Regions from separate parts of the Mus musculus genome. Here region 2 is linked to region 1. The links are chromatin contacts, called in public Hi-C maps. All regions are on one chromosome and are shown on one strand. The core of a region is the stretch at or near the end of the contact, and the rest is flanking DNA. Distances in the headings are between cores, read along the strand shown.

Region 1 (2,700 bases), core at 157-2,656:
AGGAAATAAAAGTGGAAACAGTTTAGATGAATCCAGACTTCATGGCAGGGCCTTGTACCAAGTGTCATTTCTCCTTTGTTTACTAAGTTGCATCTAAGAAGACAACAGTGTGACCTTGGGTCGTTTTTCAGTAGCAATGATGAAGTACTTCTTGAACCTTCTCCTGGTCCTCCCTCAGCAAGCGGCCTTTTGTAACTTGTGTGCCCCTAAGTAATTTTAAGGAGTAGTGTGTAATGTGTTCAGGCAAATCAAAGTAATTGCTTAGAGTGACAGCTAACCTTCCTGGCTCTTCCTTGTTGCTGGAAGTCTTTATCCTTCGTTATATTGGAGGCCCAGCATAATTGAAATGTCAATTCTGCATTCTGCATTTGAAACACCAACGTGGAAAGATCCGAGGCAATCAGCTGCTGGCTGTGATGTAATGTGCATTACTCTTCAAAATGTTTCCTTCTTTAGAATACGCACTTTTCATCTCTCGAATCAGTAGAGTACAGCTCAAGAACAGAAACCGAACTGAAACAGAATCAGGGGCCACGTAATTACAGATGCACAGTCAAAAACAATTTAAGTTGGGTGTGGCATGGTCCACACCTACAACTGGGAAGTGGGAGCAGGCTGGAAGATCAGCAGTTGGATTAACCTCAGTTATATAATGAACTCAGGGCTCCTAGGGAGACTGTCTTGAAAAGAAAGGACTGTGTATAAAAGTAAAGCTATCCACACGCATGTGTGCTTGCCCGTGGCTTTGACCTACTGCCTTTGAAAGAACTTCCTTTGTCCAGAGAGAAATCCGTAGCTCCCGTCACCTAGTGCTGAAAGGAAAGGCAGATTCTAAAATGAAATGGGGTCAGAGCCATGGGCATTCTTGCACATGTTAAAAATGGACTGAGAACTCACCATCTGGCTGGAGAGCTCTCGGGAAGCAGGCACCTTCTGTTGGGCATAAGCATAAGAGAGGCCCCCTGAGCTTTGTACTGTTTATTCATAGATAGTTGTGGCCGCGTGTTGCTCCTCTAGCTGCAATGTGCCCATCATTTAAACCTACACCTTCAGAATGAGACCAAGGTAATCATTTATGCTAATTTTTAAGTCCTAGGTATAAACTGGGGAGGGGCACAGACCCTGCCTGGAGAAAGGCAATAGCTGAAGGCCGATCAAGACCTGGATGAAAAGGAGTGGTGTTGGGAAGGGAGGCCTTTGGTTCTCTGGACAGTGTGGAGGTGTGAAGGGCTGACAGGGTCTAGGCCAAGGTCTGACCCATGTCCTCTCTGAACTCACAAGGCAGCGGGTCTCCCTTGTAGTTTGGCAGCATCGGGTGTACATATCCGATTCGGTGTTTATTCAGCATCGGCTGCCTGCTGCAGAGCAGCTCCCTCAGAGCAGCTCCCTCAGAGCAGTTCCCTCAGAGCAGCTCCCTCAGAGCTGGAGAACAGGGCTGACGGGCAGCAGATTCCAGAAACAGTCCCAACTCTATAGCATCAGCCGAGAAGCTAGGAAGCCAGGCAGATATTTACGGCTCATTTAAGAGCATTTACCATCCTCTTATGGATGAAAACTCATTATAACAGATCCGAAAGAAAGTCTCCAAACACACTCAAGAACTCAAGGAGAAGATACACAGACCCCAAGGCCTCATCCTGCCAGACCCCACTGACAGAGGCTTCTACTTACAGAAATGACCATGAAGACAGGTGTGGGTGAAAGATCCTGGCAGAATGTAAAAGGACACAGAAGCCCTGAAATTGGCAAGATAGACGTCAGTGTTAGCAGAACTAGCTTCACTGATTTAGAAAAATAGAGGTGCACAATGCTCTGGCCACTCCTTGAACCTGTGTGTCTGCCAATGTTCTGACCAGGTGTGTGCCCATTGCTGCACCTTCATTAGACTCTTTCCTTGTATCCTTCCATACCCATTTCTTGAGAATAGACATTGTTTAGATCTGGAAATCCCTTAATCTCCCCCTTCTCCTTTCCCCCCTGAGGGCCTATAAAAACTGGGACCTCTTTCCCCTCGAGGTCGACTCCTCTACCCTTGTGTGGGATATGAGTCGTCCCCAGAGCTCTGGCTTTCCCCGAATAAAGCCTCATGTGGTTTGCAACAAGCTCGGTCTGTTGTGAGTTCTTGGGTGTCCGCTATTGTCCTGAGGCCTGAGCGAGGGGCTCCTCTCGGAGTCTTTCATGGGCAGTGGAGGATAAGCTGTAGAATTAAAGGTTCCACCGAGAGCTAGGACCTCTGTCTATCCACTGTAGCAAACCATCTTTTATCTCGGTTTTTCCTTCAAAATACTAACCGGCTGCTCCACAGGTGGGGCCTGTGTTATGTCTGTGGTGTGGCTAATGCGTGTCTCAGATCTCATCACCAGTTTCGTTAATCTTGACTTTGTTTCCACCATGCAGTTTCTCAACACGATGCTTGTAGGAAATGATTAATAACCTGTGGTGTTGCATGTACTGTTACAGTTATTCCTTATTAGAGCAGTAATTTATTGTTAGTCCAGTTGCTTGACTTCAGAGTGTTTATGACAGTGTGTGTCAACTTGAAGTGCCACAAAGATGTTGTGCTGTGCATGTCCATTATACACCGATCGTGTAAGAGGTTACAGTATGTGTACAGGACAGTACAGCCATCCAAGTCATGCCTGCTTCTGACCTACCTGAAACAGGAAAGTGTCACAAGCATGTTTACTATAGTTTTGTTAT
Region 2 (2,700 bases), core at 175-2,674, 200 kb before region 1:
TGTTTCCAACTCTACCCGTCTTCTAAGCTTGAAGCTTGAGGCGACTTTAGTGTCCTGAGTTTTGTTTGATGGACGGTCTCCCTGTCAAGTCTGGATGCCCTCTGTGCCAGATCCAGGCAGTCTCTGTTAACTCAGCCTGCCATCCAATCTCTGCTTCCACTGTATTGCTGAAATTCAGTTTGTGCTGGTCTAGCCTAGGGTACTCTAAAACTTTTAGCGTTCATACCTCTGTATTTCTTTATACTGATAAAGATTGATATATATTCTCTCTTTCTGGTTAATAGAGAGCAAATAAACTTTAAAGAGCCAGTTTGAAGATAAAACTTAATTAAAAAAATCTCTGTTTAAAAATTTACCTTTTAAACTTAGCATACAAAGTGGTGGACATCATAATGACATTTTCATACAGATGTGTCATTATATCCTAACCCCACTGCCTCTCCATCACCCCTCCCCCTCCTTAACTCCTCCAAGCCCCCAAATGGTGACAGATGAAAACAAACTTTTATGATGTTCCTTTTCTGGAACCCTTGAGTCACTTCCAAGAGCTCTTGGGACACGCCCACACCTACATGAATGGAAGACCGTTGCTTGCTTCAGTGACAACATTTACCTCTCCAGTGTACATAAGTTTGGAGCGTTGCAGCTCAGGCTTTGTGGACATTTCCATAAGTCTCACAAATCCTCTCTGGAGAGGGTGTGGCAATGATTTCTGTGTGTGTGTGTGTGTGTGTGTGTGTGTGTGTGTGTGTGTGGTGTGGGGTCAGGGGTCTAGAGAGGAGAAGAGAAAACTGGTACTTGAAGCCCAACCCCATCACATGGCACAGTCTGAGTTTAGCTTTCCTCCCTGAGTGCTGCCCACGGGGGGTTGCCTCCTGTCAGTGACTAAAACAGGAGATGAAACTAAAACAGAACAAAAAGAAAAGCAATATTTCTGATCCCCAGGCAACGGCAGCTCCCTGACACCCCACCTTACTCTGCATCCGACCCACGCTCTCCTCCACAGGTCAAAGGTGAGTGAGTCCATCCACATAGCACCTTGCATGTATGGTTGACTCAGGTCTCGGCAGTGAGAATGAGAGGTACCTGTCTCTCCTGTCTTCCCCTGCAGGCGCATGCTGCAGGACCCCGAGACCTCCGGCAGGGAGGATCCCAGCTGCTTTTCTCCACTCCACCACAGCACCCGGGCCCCTGCCTGAGCATCCATCCCAGAGCATGGCTGGCCAAACCCACAGCAGTTTTCAGAACGGCTACCCGGAATCCAGTCACCCCGCCACCTGCCGGCACCAAACGGGGCCCTCCCGGTTGGGGACGAGTTGCTCTTTCCACCAGCAGCCTTTGTGCCACGTTCCTGGGTAAAGCATAAGATATTTAGTTTGGAATCACTTCAGCATCCACAGCTGGAGTGCCAGAAGGGACCACGGCAGCCTGTCCAGCAGGTGGCAGTGTGGAGGCGTACAAAGGGACCATGAGGACCTCTGTTCCTGATTTAGACAGTCTTCACTAAAAATCTCCATTCACGGTCCTCACCTAACAAAAAGTTAACATGTCAGGAATATGTATAACAACCCCAGGTGGCGGGATGAAGCACCGCTTGCTTAGGCTGCTTCCAGCAGAGGACCGCAGGGCAGTTTGAGTTGGGTCTTAGATAACTGTCAATCAAGGTTTCTTTTTCTTCTTTCCTCTTTCTGACCTCTATTCTTCCTTCTCTGCAAAGCCAGGGCCATCTGTGAAAGTGATCAGGTTCTGTGCGAAGAGAACTCATAGATGTAAAACGTACACCTGCATGTTCAGTCCGTGTCTCCTCTGCTTTGACACTATACCTTTCAGGCAGGTGGATCTTCCATTGGTTGTCTATAGAAAGACTACATTTTAGAACAGTAGCGCCCGAGAGACCTTAGAGAACTGGAATTAGACTTGGGAAATCAGAGAGCAAAGGTCTGGGGAACTCAAGTTTGCTCTCGTGCAACGAGCCAAGTGGCTAACTAACCTTTCTGTTTCTCAACTTTTAGATCCTCGTTACCCCCGACAAAGAAGAGAAAGCACTCGCAGATACAAGAGGACTCGTGGGACTGTAGTTCATGGGCCCACTACTTCAGACCAAGTGAGCGAGTGTGGGTTTGTGACAAAGTCAAGGCATGAAAGCCTTGGCTGTCGGGTGAAGGCTTTTGACCTGACTCTCAGCAGCTCCACACAGCTGTGTTCCCTCTCATAGAAGACAAACAATAGGCTTTGGGACTGTATTCCAGTCCCATTGATGTATCTTTCCTGCAGCTCAGTCACACAGGTGCCCCCGGGGCACCTGCTGCTCTGTCTCTCCCATTCAGGTAAAATGCTTCCTCTTTTAGGAGAAACATGTCTCAGACAGACTGGCTCCAACCCAGGGAAATGGTATAAACAGAGCTTCCAAGAGCCAATTGGCTGCCTGTTTTCTTGTCACCTTCTGTAACTTTCTTGTGTTCAAGTATAGGTCGGGTGTATGTATCTACATGTGCATTATCTTATATAACATGTAGTGCATTTGTTTTGAGCTCAAAGGGATGGTGTTGGCAAAAGCTTGCTTGGTCCTTTGGAATCTGAAGGTGAACTGCTGGAATTTTTAGGAGAAGGGATAATACTCTAGGCCAATCCTGCATGCTACTAGAAACATTCAAATGTGTGCAGTGTGAATCGTGCCCCAAATTCAGTGTATAAATCCCA

The links. Hi-C and Micro-C count contacts between places; a contact is called where the count stands out from the background.
Region 2: a contact with region 1 is called in a Hi-C map of cerebral cortex, with 3 times the contacts expected there. The contact joins two enhancer-like sites. A contact is called at or near these places in 1 of 15 datasets of contacts at CTCF or cohesin (large pre-B cells), 5 of 484 Hi-C or Micro-C datasets (the AtT-20 cell line, cerebellum, cerebral cortex and 2 more) and 1 of 9 other capture datasets (embryonic stem cells).

Annotation. Positions count from the first base shown.
Region 1 is chr10:116,643,982-116,646,681 of GRCm38.p6, reverse strand. No RefSeq gene overlaps it. Among named protein-coding and RNA genes, the nearest start is that of Gm26579, 29 kb to the left of the region's middle. Within about 2 kb of position 1,406, at least 16 of the 459 cell types and tissues checked have an H3K27ac peak or open chromatin away from gene starts, as enhancers often do. A contact at or near this core is called in cerebral cortex, where this site is marked.
Region 2 is chr10:116,847,680-116,850,379 of GRCm38.p6, reverse strand. Myrfl (myelin regulatory factor-like) reads left to right here. Exons shown (of 25, transcript NM_001033333.3): 3 at 946-1,013; 4 at 1,112-1,355; 5 at 2,013-2,104. Among named protein-coding and RNA genes, the nearest start is that of Myrfl, 48 kb to the left of the region's middle. Within about 2 kb of position 1,424, at least 22 of the 459 cell types and tissues checked have an H3K27ac peak or open chromatin away from gene starts, as enhancers often do. A contact at or near this core is called in cerebral cortex, where this site is marked.